Linked DNA regions of Mus musculus: region 2 is linked to region 1. A link is a contact called in public promoter capture Hi-C data. All regions are on one chromosome and are shown on one strand. Each heading gives the region's core, a stretch centred on a gene start, on an enhancer-like site or on the middle of the called end of the contact. The rest is flanking DNA. Distances are from core to core; before and after follow the strand shown.

What was found. Capture Hi-C pulls out chosen DNA fragments and counts their contacts.
Region 2: a promoter capture Hi-C map of liver shows a contact between it and region 1. The contact joins the promoter of Car5b here to the promoter of Zrsr2 in region 1. A contact is called at or near these places in 15 of 39 promoter capture datasets (the 3T3-L1 cell line, 3T3-L1-derived adipocytes, cranial neural crest and 9 more), 3 of 484 Hi-C or Micro-C datasets (embryonic stem cells, memory CD8 T cells and natural killer cells), 5 of 115 datasets of contacts at active chromatin or transcription factors (astrocytes, effector CD8 T cells, embryonic stem cells and 1 more) and 3 of 9 other capture datasets (adipose tissue, liver and pancreatic islet).

What each region holds. Positions count from the first base shown.
Region 1 is chrX:163,957,075-163,960,380 of GRCm38.p6, reverse strand. Zrsr2 (zinc finger (CCCH type), RNA binding motif and serine/arginine rich 2) reads left to right here and starts at 1,715. Exons shown (of 11, transcript NM_009453.3): 1 at 1,715-2,107; 2 at 2,386-2,465. The coding sequence starts at 2,055. Gm38561 (a long non-coding RNA gene) reads right to left here and starts at 1,640. Exons shown (of 4, transcript XR_878297.3): 1 at 1,536-1,640.
Region 2 is chrX:164,026,250-164,029,478 of GRCm38.p6, reverse strand. It overlaps Car5b (carbonic anhydrase 5b, mitochondrial), which reads left to right and starts at 1,469. Exons shown (of 8, transcript NM_181315.4): 1 at 1,469-1,544.

The DNA.
Region 1 (3,306 bases), core at 466-2,965:
ACAATGACAACAACAAACTCAACAAAATCCAGGAACTAAGAGTTCATCAATTGTGACAAAACAAGAAACTTGTGGCCCCAGGTAAGGCTTCTGATAAGCACTGCGGGGGAAGTTGCCGCAGAAGGTGAAGGAGATGTCCACTGATGCCCTTGAGAGCAGAAAGAGCAAAGTGTTAGCATTCTGTCTAAACTCCACCTGCATAGTTACCTGCCAACAGTCAGGTATGCTCCTCCCCACAGTTACCTGGCAACAGCCAGGTAGGCCTGGTCCACTATAAAAGGGGCTGCTTGCCACCTCCTCACTCTCTTGCCTCTTACTCTTGCCTTCTTGTCTCTTGCCCACTTGTTGTTTTTATATTTATTTATTTAATGTGGGAATGCATGCCAAAGAGGACAATGTGTGGGAGTCTGTTCTCTCCTGCTATATAGGTCCTTGGGGATCGAGTTTAGATCCTCAGCATCTTTACCTGCTTAATCATCTGCCAGCCCTATTTTTATTTTCCTCTCTAGTTCCACATCACACCTCACCTAGATGATTGTGATACAGTATTACCTTTTTCTTGTCTTTCTTATTTATTTTATTTTTGTTTGTTTTTCGAGACAGGGTTTCTCTGTATATCCCTGGCTGTCCTGGAACTCACTCTGTAGACAAGGCTAGTCTCGAACTCAGAAATCCACCTGCCTCTGCCTCCCAAGTGCTGGAATTAAAGGCCTGAGCCACCAATTCTTTTTTAATGGAAGTGTCAGGTAGCTCAAGTTGGCCTTGAACTCTCTAAATAGCCAAGGTTGACCTTGAACCCCTGATCCTCTTGCCTTAGTTTCTTAAGTTCTAAGAGTATTGGATTAGGTGTGAACTACCTTGTCCTGCTAATTTAATCCTTTACATTGCAACGTAAAATTTCCCCATTAAAAAAAAACACTCCTGGAGACTGCTATAGTTGTCCAGCTCAACCTCCGCAGCAGCAGCCTGGGGGTCTGCGTTCCCCAGAGGCAGGGAGTAGAAGGAGACTCCTCAACAAACACAGGGAACCAAGATCCTAGAGGCAGGCTGCAAAAGCCAGCCGAGGATTAAGAAGAGGGACATTTTCTCGTTGCATATGTAAATGTTTTTAAAGATTTATTTTATGTATGTCCATTGCGTGTTTGCAGCACAGGATCCCCTGAAACTGGAGTTACAGATGGTTGTGAACTGTCTGGTGGGTGCTGGGAACCAAACTTGTATCTTATGAAATAGTAGTAAAGCTCTCATTACAGTTACAGCTGAGCTCTCTTCTCCAGCCCTCCTCCCCTTTGCACAAAGGCATGGGGTAGCAGCAGCCAATCTCTAGATACCCTTGCCTTGCACTTTTGTTCCAGTAACAAAATTCCCTGCTTCCCAGCACATTCCAGTCAGTTTCACCTCCAGACGCTTTCGGCTTGTTTTTTTTTTCCTCTTTCTCCAAGCACAACTCCAGAGCCAGCCGAACAGATCCCGTTCCCCTGCACTTAACTCCGGTCCCTCTCTGCTTCTCAGGATTAAGAACAAGGGTCACAAACCTGATTCCTTTGGAACCAGAGCCAGCAGGTTTTGCAAAGAGGAAGCGGATTCTTAAACTTCGTCTGGGGCGCTCATGGGTGGAGCCGCGGAGAGAGGCGGGACCTAGAGGCGTCGCCTTGGAATTTAGATGGGAGGGGGCGGAGCTAGGCCTTAACGCCTTGAATTCTGGGCAAGGGGCGGTGCTAAGGCCCCCGCGAGGCCCCGAGGAGCTGGGGCACGAGTTTCCGGGGGTGGAAGATCTCCGGGGGGCGGCTTCGGTGAGGAGACATTTTCTCAGCCCGCGATGCCTGGCTGACTGGCCGAGGGAGGAAAACTCAGGTCTGCCGCGGTGGCTGCGGCGGCCTCTTTGAGGGTCTGTTTTCTCAGGCCGCGGCGCCTGGCTGACCAGCTGCGGGAAGAAAGCCGTCTCCTTCCGTCTTGGGCAGGTACCGGTTGGTGGCCGCGCGGAGTGGGCGACCGAGGACCTGGGTGGCTGCTTCCGCTGAGACCTTGCCGTGGGAGAACACAGCGACAGCAGTATGGAAACGGCGGGGGCTACGGCGGACGCTACGGCGGGGCCGCAGAAACTGAGGTATAGGAAATGACGAGGCGAGGCGACTGGGGCGGGGACGACTATCTCCGGGGCTGTCCCGGGCCGCCCGAGGAGATGGGGGGCGGGGCGCAGGGGGGGAGCGGAAGGAGGGGCGGGGGACGGACGGGGCGACCGGCGCGGGCTAGCCTGCCTTCTTCCTTTGCCTCCGAGCGCTGTCCTAGGCTGGCCCCTGGCCTGAGGGTGCAGAGCCGGGTGTGCGGATGCTCACTCTGTGTGTGCGCGTGCGCGCGCGCGCGCGCGTTTTTTCAATCTTCCAGCCGTAAGAAGTACTTGGCCCTCCGGAAGAAGGAGAGACGTAAGAGGCGACGGCAGGCGCTCGCTCGGCTCAGAGAGGCAGGTAGTTGTTGCTCTGGATGTGGAATTGCTCCCTCTCTTCCTGCTCCGCCCTCCCACGCGGCCTCAGACAGGCTAGGCTGCCCTTACATCCGCCACGTAAATGAGGACGACTCTTAAACTTCTGATCCTCCTGCCTCTGCCTTCGAAGTGTCGGGGTGACAGAGTTTCGGCGACCATGGCACTTTGCAAGTTGATCGGTTCGTGCGTGCTAGGCAAACCACTCTGCCAAGTGAGCTACACCCCCAGCCCATGCAGCTGCTTCCCTCGATTTCCTGCCCAGCTCATCTCTGCAGCTAGCCACCACACCACTTAAAAATGGCCCGCACGTGACAGAACCCGATATTCTAAGTGGTAGAGCTATACATTTAGTAGATTCATAAAATTAGATGTTTATAAGATGACCAAGCACTTACAAATGCAGGCAAGAGGGTTGAGCTCCCACAGCAGTGCTAGGTTAAGGTGATGGCCAGCCTTACCACCGGAGACTGTGGAACAGTACTTGAGAACTAGTTCAGGAGAGGCAGGCTCCAACATCAAGGATGAAAACAAAAAGGAACAGTAAGCTGTTGTGTTACTGATGACAAAACCCTCCTGCTTTAAGTCTGAAGCTAATCTGCTACAATTTCCTAAGCTCATGTCAGTTATCCCCTCCCACTTGTCTCAACTGGCATTCTTTTTTTCCCCCTTCAAATTTAAACTTTGAATAGAAGGTATAAACTTTTCTTCCATTAAAACTATTTTGCCAGATTTTTATTTATTTATTTTTGAAAAGTCTTCCAGTGTACACAGAGTTGAAAAAAAATAGAACACTTAAATATTCATGAGTACTTCTATAACTTTGT
Region 2 (3,229 bases), core at 220-2,719, 69 kb before region 1:
TATTTTAAGGAAAGAAGTGCATGTTCATGGCATCGAGGAGGAGAAGGAACTGTGACTATTAAATGCTCTTCACCTACCAACTCCTTGCTACATCTTCCCTTTTGACTTTTTTGGGGGGGAGGGGTTGTCACATCCCAACCTGAGTTGGGGCAACATCCAACCATCAGCACCTTGAGGTTTGTCTTGTTTGCCAGAGGAGTATCTACACCGTAAATGTGATTTGAATGAATGAGTCAGGGACTTAAGTACAAGGGCAGCAAGCTGGTTGTAACTTCTCCACATTTTTTGGGGTGGGGAGACTTGAAGGAGGAAGGATAACTGAATATATACTCTCAGAGCACTGAGTCACAACCAGAGTTTCAGTTAGTTTAGTGTCAAAACAATCAGTCTCAATATAGCAAGATGGTGCTGGTCACCTAAGAAAAATCATCTGTAAGAGACTACAGGAAAGACTGGAGACTGTTTGATGCCTCTGCCTCTGCCTCTGCCTCTGCCTCTGCCTCTGCCTCTGCCTCTGCCTCTGCCTCTGCCTCTGCCTCTGCCTCTGCCTCTGCCTCTGCCTCTGCCTCTGCCTCTGCCTCTGCCTCTGCCTCTGCCTCTGCCTCTGCCTCTGCCTCTGCCTCTGCCTCTGCCTCTGCCTTGCATTTAAAGTCAGATAAGGCCGGCGGGCTAGAACACAATGTCACAGTCCTGCTTTTCTTTTAATTACCTTTTTGTATTTTATTTTTATTTTTTTATGTTGATTGGTGTTTTGTCTGCATGTATGTCTATATGAGGGTGTCAGAAGGCCTTGAATTGGAGCTAGTTAGACAGGTATGAGCTGCCATGTGGTTGCTGGGAGTTAAATCCAGGTCCTCTGGAAGAATAGTCAGTGTTCTTATCCACTGAGCCATCTCTCCAGCCCCAGTCCAGTTTTAGAAGGATTTACAAACTGGCTGGAAGGACCATGAACCCACAGTTCAAGTTCAAAGGATGTTTAGAAACTTGGGTAAATTGAGCTGAATGGTAATGGGAAAAAATGTATCCAGCATTTCTTTCGCTGGGGGTCACCTGGCCCTAGCTTGTCAAAATCATGATATTCTGAGATGGATGAAACTTAAGGAAAGACACTTTTTAGACCAGGCTTTTAGGCCAGCAGTCAGATTTTATCCAAGAATTGTTACTTTTATCCCAGAAACGTTGCCTGTGGCAAGCAGAGAAGGGAGCAGGGTTGACCGGGTTAGGAGGTTCTCCTCCTCCCCCCCCCCCCCATCCCGTTCTGAAGGAACTCAGAGGCGTGGCTCGGGCTGAGGGGCGTGGCTTAAGTTAGAAGTGGTCTGTTAGGCCAGAGAGCAGAGGCACGCCAGGTCTAAATGGGGCGGGATTAGGGCGGTCCCAATGGCTCTAGCAGTGCTTGAAGAGCTGGGGGCGTGGCTTCTGGGAGGCGTGGCACGGGCGCCAAGGGGCGAGGCCTTGATGGACAGTAGCCAGTAGCTGGTCCTGGGAAGCTAACTTGCCAGTGGCACTTGTTAAGTGCTGTTGGAGAAACGGAGAAAAACGTCCAGGTAAGGATGGGCAGCCGAGCGGAGTGGGAACCTCAGGGAGGTTGGAAAGATCCAGAGAGGACCGCAACTCTTCTCCGAACCCTCCACCCCACAGATCCGGCAGTGACAGCTGTTGGTTCTGCCAGTCTTGCCTCAGTTCCAGCGGGCCTGACTAGGCTTGGTCCTCTCTGCCCTAGCCCCCTTTCTCTACTATTCAGAGTCCCCAGAATCCTTCACATTTTTTTTCACTTGAGAGAATTGGGGGGTGGGGGTGGGGGCGCATGGGAGGAGCAGTCCCTTGTGAGGGCATGTTGCCTGAGTTGGTTGAATCTAAGTTAAAAAAAAAGTTCAGCCTGTTTAAAAAAAAACAAAATAAAACAAAAAAACAGCTGGAGACATGGGTAAAAGCTACCAGTTCTGAGACTGCGTAGAAACTGAGGCACAGTTAAGACTCTCCCTCTGGTGTTTCTTCTTCATCCCCACCCCCACTTAGCCTGGAGCTGGGGACAGGCTCACAGCCATCCCCAGGCTGTGGAGCACTGTCACAGCACTGTTTGCAGAAATCAGAAACGTTTTCACTTTGGCCTTAACTTTTTTTGTGCCCCGCCCTAGACCTAGAGGAGAGGTACCTCCAAAATATAGAATGGTTGGTGGCTGTTCTAGTTTGCGTGCGACATTCTTTGTTAAGTATTTCTGACCCCGGGGCTGGTTGGCAACCTTTTGATATTAATTTCAGTGCCCTCCCTTTTTATGTTTGAGAAACATTGGGCACTAATGGGCACACCTTGGTTCCGGACAACTTGTGCCTTCTCAGCCATTGAAAAACCACTTTGCCTTCCACTTCCTGGTCTCCTTTGTTGGTAATCTGGTATCTTTACATGCTGCTGTTTAAAGACCTAGCTAGATTAGGAACAGAACAGAAGTAAGCTCCATTTTTTTTTCTTGTGAGAGAAACTGCCATGGATCCCTGAGCAGTCCCCGCACATTGCCCTGAGTAGCTGATGTTCACAGGTATGTTGGATGCAGAAAACCTTTCTTATTCTTAGGAGTTTCATCCTTAATTCACAACCTTTAAAATTAGGCTGGAAGGCCTTGAAAGGCCAAGGAGTAAGGGTACCACTCTCAGATGGGAGTCATGCTCCCAGGGAAGAAGTGGGTGAGAGGAGGAAGCTGAGCTTTCTCCATCAAGATTTGGCAAGATAATCTCTAATTCAGATTTGAGGAGTTGCAAAAGGCCTGCTTCCTTTTGAAATCAGGAGTCAATCTGATGAGAAACACACAGTTTCTTTCCATGTGATTGTAACCTTTATTCAGAGTACATTTTCTTTCTGCTGTCTGTTTTGCACAGAGAAAGTTTAATCAGGCAGAGTTCACACAACCTATCACAGTAAATTCCCAATTCATCAATGATTCTTTAGTAGCTTTTCACACTTCTTTCTCCTTGCACACATTTCTAAGTTAGCAAAGCATCAGACCTGTCAATAAAATCCAAGGGGCTACGTGAAGAATCAGCGCTGGCAAAGGGAACATATGTGTGGAAAGCTTAGCTTCCCCGTGGCACATTGATACAGCTCTCTGAGCAAATGGGAGCATGGGTGCATTTTTCGGGAAACACAGTAATAAGTGGTGGTAGATCACTAAGATGTGGTATGTTTGATAGTTCAACTTTATTTACTGTTTAACAGATTGGACAGTATGAGTTCAGT